2 separate regions of the Zea mays genome follow, and region 2 is linked to region 1. The links are chromatin contacts, called in public Hi-C maps. All regions are on one chromosome and are shown on one strand. Each heading gives the region's core, a stretch centred on a gene start, on an enhancer-like site or on the middle of the called end of the contact. The rest is flanking DNA. Distances are from core to core; before and after follow the strand shown. Region 1 has its middle 4.3 kb from the start of LOC103633272. Region 2 holds the start of LOC103634327.

Region 1 (4,564 bases), core at 1,642-4,141:
GGAATCTCTCTATCAACACTATATCGTTATACGCATGTCTAGAGTGAGCATGCATTATATTATACTAGCATATAGGCCGTGTTAAACGGGCCTATATGACTGGACTGTTGTACGTTTGCTCAAAACTTGAAATTCAGAGAATGTACAAACGCAGATGGTATAATGTACACGCACGTGCAAAGTACCAATGCAAGCGCTAGAAGCTTGTGTTGCGAACAAGGGATAACGGCATTATCAGCTTTGACCGCGCGTTTAGTTTGCCAAGTCTTGGTACGTACTCAAGCGCTAGCTATAGTAGCAGATCGGAACACGAGCGGATTAATAAGGGCATCCACAAGATTAGAATCCTGCTACGTACGTAAACAATCACTTAGACTGCACTCATGGCCAACTTAACGAGGCGATGATTTAGCGCTTGTTACGTCCTCGCGAACCCAAGGGAAAAAAAACAATTGTCCATGCATTGTCGTCGACCGTGGATGCTCTCGCAAATTATTCAACAGGCCGGTTGGCGACAACCGCACGCAGTGGCGGATCCAAGATTGATACAAGAGGGGGCTACTAAGACTATAACAAAAAAATTTAAATCAAACAAAAAAAATAATTAAACCCCTGGATCCGCCACTGCCCATGCACATCGAAAACATCAAGCAATAATTAAACATCATGTTCATCTTATTCCTATAATTAAACACGAAATTACTATCAAATAAATAATCAAATTCAAATCAAACTTCAAATCACAAACCCCTGCTCTGCTCGGCTCACGGTTGCTCGGCTGGACAACGGCGGTGGCCTGTGGCCGCGGTGCTCCGGGCCTCGGCGGTGCTCCGGGTCCAGGCGCGGGCGGGGCGAGCGTCGCTGCGGCCAGGGGCGGATTTACGGCCAGGGGTGTCCTGTGGGCTCCGCTCATCCGGCGGTCCGGTTCAGCGGACGGCAGCTTTGGCCTCCAGCGACTAGGCAAGCAACGCTGCGTGCCTGCGCCGCTGCGTGCTGCGGGCGTCGGGCCGTGAGCGCCTGGGCGGTGGCGCGGACGCGCGGTGCCGCGAGTCTTCCACGGCTGGCGACCTAGCAGGCGGCGGCTGGATTAGGTTAGGCGCGGCCGCGCGAGGCTGGACAGTGGGCACGAAATCGCAGCACGAGGCAGAGCTGGGCACAAAATCGCTATGGACCTATTGCTCGCGTTACTGGGCCGCGACCGGGGCTGCAGCCAGGCAGCCCCGGTCGTAAATCCGCCCCTGACCGCACGCATGACGTCGTGGCGGAGCCAAATCAATCAGAGTAGTAGGATTTTTTTTTTCATTAGAGAGACAATTATGCAGTTCCTTGGAGCTAGCTAGCACACTCATGTCAAATCACTTATTAGACCACTTATTTACGTCATGGTCGTCAGGCTCACACTGGATGGTTAATTACGATAGCTAATTAATCAAGGTATATCACGGAGTAGCAAGCATCCTAAGCTAGGGGGACGACAGCTTTTGCATGGTTGGAGGACCCAAAAAAAGAAGGGACCGATATTGCTTGCTTGCTTGTGAAGGGAGCAAAATCAAATTTAAACATGCTGCATGTCTTCCCTAGCTAGGGTGGCCCGTGTGGCCTGGCCGTACGTACGTTCTTCCCAAAGTTTGGAGCAGTGGAGCAGAAAGAAAGGAACACGACAAGGGTCAAGAAGGATGGGCAAACCGTCGGAGCTGCAGCCGTCGGACCTTGTATGTATTGGCTGGCCCTGGCCGTACAAGTAGCTGCACCGTAGCGGCGGGTAGTGGCTTTGAGATTCTCATCGCAAGCTTGCATTGCAGGTGACGTAAATAAAGTGGCCCGTCCGCGCCATGCCCATGCAGATAGACGGGCATAGGAACTCGAGATCCAGACAGAGCGGTGACTGCCAATGGGTTCTCGGTAATGACAATTTTAATCCGTAAATCTGAAATCCAACGGGTACCCATGTGAAGAATTTGACCCACGGATGTAATCTATCCGATCTTAAAGTTTCGCAGGTGTGGCATATGCTTTTCACTGGCCGGTTGACATGAACCTTGAGGGCCTGTATGTGGGGGAGGCCCAAGATGGTCGGTGCCAGGGTTCGAATAAGCTCATGGCGCAAGATATCTAGAGGCCTGTTTGTTTTAGCCTTTTTTTTCTGACAAACTATTCTAAGAATCAGCTGTAGAGAGAATTTGAGTATCGTAGAGATTATATACGAAGGAAGATAAACAGATCTATAGGATTTAGGATCTAGAAAGTGGTGAATTACTACTAACACGACGACTCGACTGATTATATATTCACGTTGATTTAGTATAATTTTCACCAAAACGATTCTCACAAAAACGGATTGAAAACCGAACTGTTTGTCAGCTCGCATCAGCTTCTGACGGCCAAAAGGTGGAAATAAGCACAAACAAACACCACCTAGATCGATCGATCCCTGACCGATTGTTCAAATAAGCTCAAACCGACGTTCTCCTTCTTAATCTCATGTTTACTCATTTATATTTAAAATTTGCATTGCAACAATCAGTGATGAGCTACTGAATTTAATGACTAGTATATATAGCATATCTTTTTTTTTATCTCAAAGCAGAAAACTTATCTCCAGAAAAGTTGGTTACATTAATGAAAAATCAGTCCAGAATGATACTAGAAATCAAACGCGTTGGTTTGTGCGACTGTGCCGGCCGCTCCTCAGGTCAGTCAAACGCCAAATGTCACGCAGCTCGGCAGCGGCGGCGGCGGCGGCGGCGGCGGCGGCAGCAGCATGCGTCGTCCGCATGCTTTGTCACTAGTCGTTAGAGCAAGGAAAAGGAAGCTGGCACTAGCTAGGCCACATTAGTCGTTTAGGCAAGAATTAGGCCCATCTTGGTGCAATGTGTATTCCTACTTTCAATCCTTTATGGGCTGCCTGCCCCGTGCATTACCAAAGCCCGCCCGCTGTTCCTCCTCTTACTTATCGTCTGGCCTGGCTGGCTTCTCGTTGCCCAGTCGGCCCGGCCCACCAACAGGAGATTTGCATGCGTGCATTTTTCGTCGCCAAGGACACTGATGGATCATGCTGCTGCCGGAGCTTCAAGACAGGACTAGCAAGATTCAGCCAGCCCCACTAGGATTACTGGAGCTAGGAGTCATGGGAATCCTGCAGGGGGCACTGCCACTGCCGTGACCACGAGGCTGCAGCTCGCCAGCTCCCGGATGCTGCTCAGCGCCTCGTCGCCGTCCTCTCATCCTCTGCAGCTGCAACTGCAACTGCAACTGCAAGCGAAGTAACCTGCGGTTGACCATCGTCTCCAGTGAGTCCAGGTACGTTCAGCTTCACAAACCAACCTCCTGCAGCTGTGCCACTGCACATGCCGGCGGACGGCGGGCGTCCTATACTACTACTCCTATCTATGATAGCTCAGTAGTGGCAGACTACGGGATCGTATCATATCATATCTTCCTGCGACGATCTCAAACGGAAAAAGGGCCCGAGCCGAGCCGAGCCTGCCTACCTGAAAAGGGCGTTGAAGAGGACCCGGCCGGCTGCGGAAAGAGGACGACGCACGCCTCTCGTTTTCGCAAGGATACCCATCTCACCGGCTGATTCTGCTGCCTGCTATGTCTATGCATGTGCCTGGCTGGGATTTGAGCTGAACCCGTTCGAGACAGATCAATCGGCATCGGCAGCGAGTGATTCGCCTCGGCTTTGGTTCCGTGGTCTCTCCCTCGCCACGCGCCTTCTTTGGAGAGGCCAGCCAAGGCCGCCGTGACGGGGCGAGGCGAAAAGGTGGCTAATGATGAGCGTGGTGTGGACGAGCACTACACTACGACTTCCTCTCCGTCGTCGTGCTCCTCAGACTTCAGTGGTCTATCACCAGCAGTCCCTCGCTCTTTGCTTTGCTTTGCTTCATCGGTCGAGCGCACTGAGATGCGGACGCTACTAATGGTGTTCGTTGCATCTTGCGCGCCTGTAAACAGCTACTACTATTAGATTAATAAAACGTGTTCATTCCCCCAACCACCCACCCATTTTCCTCATCATTGGACTCTGGAAAAACCAACAAAGACGACAACTCTGTTTCAGGTTTCTGTACAAGTAGTTAGCCAATATGCTAACTAGACCTTGTTTGGATGCATCCAGTTTTTAAAAAATCGGTTTATATAAATTGAGCTGGTCCAAACATACCAGTTTATAACACAGTTTATAGAAATTAGATTTCAGTTACATAAACTCCAAGAAGCTGGTCTTTCTTAACTAAAAGATAAAACTGGTTTCTTGAAAACTGGTGACTTAAAACATGGACTAACTACGTTTGGTTGCAATGACAGGACGGGATGGGACGATCCCTCAAATTAGGTTGTTTGGTTCTGGGTCAAGGGTTGAGACAGTACTATCTAGTGTTGTCCCCTGTTATCCCTTAAAATTGGAGGGACGACAGAGGATGTCAGGGGATGATCCCGTCCTAGCTGTCCCACAACCAAACACACCAAAGGCAGCTGCGGTCCTGTGACTCCAGCTGGTGAGCTGTTGAACTAACGATATGCATGTGCATGCCGCTTAGATAAAGACCCTAAACAAACGGGG
Region 2 (5,044 bases), core at 31-2,530, 39 kb before region 1:
TAGTCTAGATAATTGACCTTAATATTTGTAGACAGCAGAGACAAACCCTCCTTCAGCCTACGTAACAGGTTATTTGACTTAGTTACAGCCAAACAAACCTTATCTTTCTTCAAAACGAGAAAAAAATTCCTGGTTCAATATGCTACTACAAAACAGCGCATCGCAAGTGCGCCTGTCTCTTTTCCAACTTTCTGGAGGTAATAAGGACAAAACTCCAGATCATCTTCCAAAGATGCATGAGGCCGCATCCGCACCTACTACGTTGATTTATTTACCGTTACAACTAACAGCAAGTGTTCCAAGGTGCTTTAAAATGCACAAATGGGTCATGTACTAATGCAAACTAGAAAAAAAAACAAATACTACAGAAACTAAAAAAAAAGAGAACAAGTTGAAAGCTCGAGTAGTCATCCTTCGTGGGGATGTTTCCTAATGTTGACGGAAGGCGTTCCTTGTCAAAAAAAAATGCGCACAGACACGGCAGATATTTTTTTGCGGGCGTCAAATCACGCACAAGATATTATGAACTTATGAAACTGAAGAACATTACCCGTATTTATTGTTAAACAAGGAAGATTATCATGATCGATATGTAATCTCGACACGTGCTGTACAATATCCTGCGCGTTCGGATAGTGAGGACTGGGATCACCCGTAGTAATTGCCAATGACGCATTGTAATCTTACCTCGTATGTTACGTCATGAATAGAGATGGCAATGAGAAACTGATCCCTGATTCTTCGCTGGAAATTTCTCAATTAGATAATGGCGCGAGGATATAAATGGAGAAATTGTATTCTCGGATGGCTAAACGGGGACGGAGATGGCAGAACGTTCCCGATTTCTCCGCGACAGGGATCGATCGCTACGGAAATTCGTTTGCGTGCAGGCAGAGGTCGTTTCTCAGTTGCAGCGGCCCATATTTAAGAGTTGGCAGTGCTACTGGAGTGGTGTTCTGATGGATGTGTCATCTTTAGAGAATCGTGAGCAAATTTTTTAACCTGATTCGACTCGACACTGGAAGACTGCCGGATGAGGGGGGGCCCGGCCGGTGGCAGTAAACGCCCGGACAATTGGCTCACGTACATATTGTAGTGTAACATAAAACCGAGCATCGTGACGCTGGCATGTGCTACAATTACATAGTAGCGCTAGTGCTACAACTACACGGATAGTGCTATACGGTTACGGTCCTCGTGACCCAGCCGTTCCCACTGCGGTCCACGTGCCATTTGGCAGTGGCCGCTGTTGGTTATGGATTCGGTTGGCCGCCGCCCAATGGCTGCTGATCTGGTGCGTACACAAGCACGAGACGATGCCCTGCCGCCCGTTCCCACTGCGCTATGTTTGTGTTCCCATCCCCAATCCCACACAAACGGATAATAAAGGCGGGGCAACAGCGGGCCGTGCAGCGAGGGGAGTGGGGAGGGGGTCTCAGATTCGTGGGCTTGTCTTGTAGCGGAGTGAGGACAGGACCTCTCTCCCCTCGTGGGCCGCCGCTAAACATCTTCAGACATGCGGGGTAAACGGCATGACAGGAGGCAGTCGAACGGTTGACTTGCATAAACTGTAAATTAGCCCATACTACGTACTGACTGTAAAGCGTCAAGTGTTTACAGAGGGACAACTCTGACAGCCCTGATGTGCATGGGGTTCATTACATACATGTACTAGTATAAAGAAAAAAAGAAAAGTGCATGCATTGCATTGCATTGCATGGTCCATGGGCACTCGAGTGCCTTTTTAGGCCGCGGGGCTTTGTTTCTTCCTCGGCCTTTTTGGATGCTCTCCGAGAAGCTAAAACAAAGATTAAATAAAGGATGCTGAGCACAGTGTCCACTGTCCAGCGCAGTGCAGAGTGTCCCTCCCACCGTCGGCCGCGCCTCATCCGGCCCACACCACACGGGTGATCGATCTACCCACGCCGCTTACTTGCAAATGCTTCTCTCTCTCTCATGGCGTAGCATGGTGTTAAGTTCATCTTAAAACGCAGGGCACTAGTCCACGTCTGTTTGATTGTATCTAACCCAGTCTTATTCCTAACCCCCCCCCCCTACTATAGATGAGACGCGGAGTGGTGGCAAATTAAGGGCTCTTGTGCGTTTGAATGAAACCGAACGAACTGCTGGTGTTCTCTCTCTCTCTGTGTGTGTGTGCGTTCACCGGTGAATTGAATCAACAGGCGAGGAGTGGCAGCAGCGCACCGCAGCAGCCAGCAGGATGGAGAAGAATATGCTCGTCACCTAGTCCGTGACAAACAGACTCTGGCCTTTTCTCCTCCCAATCTCCTTTGTCTGCAAAGGCCACCACGAGGCGCAAACCATCATTCATGTTGAAAAGTGTAGAAAAGGGATAGCTGCTGCTGCTGCTGCGTGCTGGTCTCCACAAACACCTCTCTGTGGAGTGTGGACTGGACTGTGCTGTGCTGTGCATGCATGCAGGGAGGGAGGGACCAGGCAGCCAGGCTGCAGCGAGCGGTGGCAAACAACCAGCTGGTCAGGCCACGCTTGGTGCTGGTGGTGTGCTGCACCGCATGCCTAAACGAGGCGTTGGCCGTCGGTGTACGTACTCGGGGCCGGAAGCCGGAAACGAAGGAGATAGCAGCTCCAGCAGGCTCCTCCCTGTCTCTGATGCGTGCCGTGCGTTGCTCGCTCGGCGCCGCCCGTCCGGTACTACGGAGTATTAGCATTTAATTCCTCGTGGACGCCACATTCTCAACTGTCGCGCGGACTCCGACGCCGGACATGCGCTGCGCGGCCCTCAGTCAGAGTCATGGTCGGTCGCGCTGCCCCTGCCAGGTCCAGGTCCAGGCCCAGCGCATCGCCCATGGGAGTCCAATCGTCACGTGGCGTGCATCCGTGTGCGTACCAGACAGCGGGCCGGCGGGGGGAAGATGTGTGGTCCGACGTGGGCGCGCGCGCGCCAACGGAGTCCGGAGGGCGGCCGTGCCCGTACGTGCTCGCTCCATTTGCATCATGTTGCCATTCTGATACAGCTAATTGCCTTTACTCTGTCCGGAACACTGTACTGCCAAGCTAGCTAACATCACTATATTACCTTTAGTTAAAAGACGCTCCGGTTTCAGTCTCTCCCCGCGTTTCACGCGCTCTCGGCCGCGCGCGAGCCAACGCGTGGCTGCACACCACGGACCCGAAATTTTACTTCAAATCAACCAAATTGCAGCGTTGCGTCCGGTCCTCCTCCTCCGTGGTCGGCTCCGCCTCCAATCCCCTCCCTTCTTCGACGATGCGAGCACACCCGCTCATCCTCTTCGTACCTGCACCGCCACCTCATCCTCTTCCTCGCCGCGTCGACACCCACCGCACTCTCTCCCTCCCCGTGCAGGCGCCGCTACCCTGTTGCCGCGCCCGCACCTCCTTCCCCATCCGCGCCCGCCGCGGCTCCTCCGGCAGCTCCGCCACGCGCCCAACTGCAACCTGTCTGCACGGCCACCGCTGCCTGGTAGTATCTGTCAAATCAGCCCCCTGTCCTCTTTTTCTTCAAATCAAGTCTGTTTCCCGTTCCTTTCTACCCTCTCCCTCGTCTCCGGGGGGTGGCCTCACCTCCCTCTCCCCGTCGCCCTGATGGCTCCCTCCGCAGCTCTCGCTCTGGTAGCCTTTCGCTCCGCCTTCTCGACGCCGCTCGCGTCGGAACCTACCCGTAAGTCCCAAACCTCTGCCTCCCACTCCCACGGTCCCACCCGCGACATCCTCCGTAGCTCCGCTCCGGCTCGGCGGGCGTCTCCGGCTGTTGCTGCTGGTGCTGCGCTCTCACCGTCTGGCCTTTGGCCCTCGCGGAAGCACCAACGCCGCCCTTGCCGCCAGACGACGCTGCAATCTGTGTCATTTCATGTCGGCGTTTCGAGACAGGGGGGTCCCTAAGCCGACGAGTGAGTGTGCTGCGTGCCCCAGCCCAGATGGGTCGAGCGCGTGGGCGAGCGCGAAGGGGGGAGAGGCGAGGTGGCCGGAGTCGAGTGTGAGAGAGGTGGAAGTCCCGCGGCCTTCGTGTTCGTCCCGCGCCCAGGTCAGGTGCGCTTGCAGTAGGGGGGTTACAAGCGTCCACGCGGGTGAGGGAAGCGAGCGGCCCCAAGAGAGCGCCTGTCCCGTCCTCGGTCCCGCGCGGCCAACCTTCTCTGAGAAGGCCCTGGTCCTCCCTTTTATAGTCGTAAGGAGAGGATCCAGGTGTACAATGGGGGGTGTAGCAGAGTGCTACGTGTCTAGCGGAGGGAGAGCTAGCGCCCTAGGTACATGCCAATGTGGCAGCCGGAGAGATCTGGGCACCCTGCTGGCGTGATGTCGTGGCTGTCGGAGGTGCGGCGGAGCCTGGCGGAGGGACAGCTGTTGGAGCGGTCGAGTCCCTGCTGACGTCGTCCTGCTTCCGTAAGAGAGCTGGGGGCCGCCGTCGTCATAGAGCTTGTGGAGCGCCATCATTGCCCCTCCGGCGGAACTGGCCGGATGAGACGCCGGTCTTGTTCTCCGTGACCCGAGTCGATTCGGGGTAGGATGATGATGGCGCTTCCTGTTGACGTGGCGGTCTGTGCCCTAGGCAGGGCGACGTGGGGGTTCCTCCGAAGCCGAGGTTGAGTCTGCCTTCCGTTGCCGTGGCCGAGCCCGAGCCAAGGGGTCGGGCGAGGCGGAAGTCGTTCGGCCGAGGCCAGGGCGGAATCCGAGCCCTGGGGTCGGGCGAAGCGGAGTTTCGTCGTCTTCCGGGTGTTAGCCCGAGTCCGAGCCCTGGGGTCGGGCGGAGCGGAGTTCGCCGTCTTCCGGGTCTTAGCCCGAGTCCGAGCCCTGGGGTCGGGCGGAGCGGAGTTCGCCGTCTTCCGGGTCTTAGCCCGAGTCCGAGCCCTGGGGTCGGGCGGAGCGGAGTTCGCCGTCTTCCGGGTCTTAGCCCGAGTCCGAGCCCTGGGGTCGGGCGGAGCGGAGTTCGCCGTCTTCCGGGTCTTAGCCCGAGTCCGAGCCCTGGGGTCGGGCGGAGCGGAGTTCGCCGTCTTCCGGGTCTTAGCCCGAGTCCGAGCCCTGGGGTCGGGCGGAGCGGAGTTCGCCG

Evidence for each region. Hi-C and Micro-C count contacts between places; a contact is called where the count stands out from the background.
Region 2: a Hi-C map of leaf shows a contact between it and region 1, with 7 times the contacts expected there. The contact joins the promoter of LOC103634327 here to the enhancer-like site in region 1. A contact is called at or near these places in 9 of 25 Hi-C or Micro-C datasets (bundle sheath, ear, endosperm and 2 more) and 1 of 3 datasets of contacts at active chromatin or transcription factors (leaf).

The regions. Positions count from the first base shown.
Region 1 is chr7:164,683,473-164,688,036 of Zm-B73-REFERENCE-NAM-5.0, reverse strand. No RefSeq gene overlaps it. Among protein-coding and RNA genes, the nearest start is that of LOC103633272, 4.3 kb to the left of the region's middle. Within about 2 kb of position 2,891, at least 20 of the 20 cell types and tissues checked have an H3K27ac peak or open chromatin away from gene starts, as enhancers often do. A contact at or near this core is called in bundle sheath, ear, endosperm and 2 more, where this site is marked.
Region 2 is chr7:164,719,916-164,724,959 of Zm-B73-REFERENCE-NAM-5.0, reverse strand. It overlaps LOC103634327, which reads left to right and starts at 1,280. Exons shown (of 9, transcript XM_020541732.2): 1 at 1,280-1,294; 2 at 2,443-2,670; 3 at 3,185-3,463. The coding sequence starts at 1,280.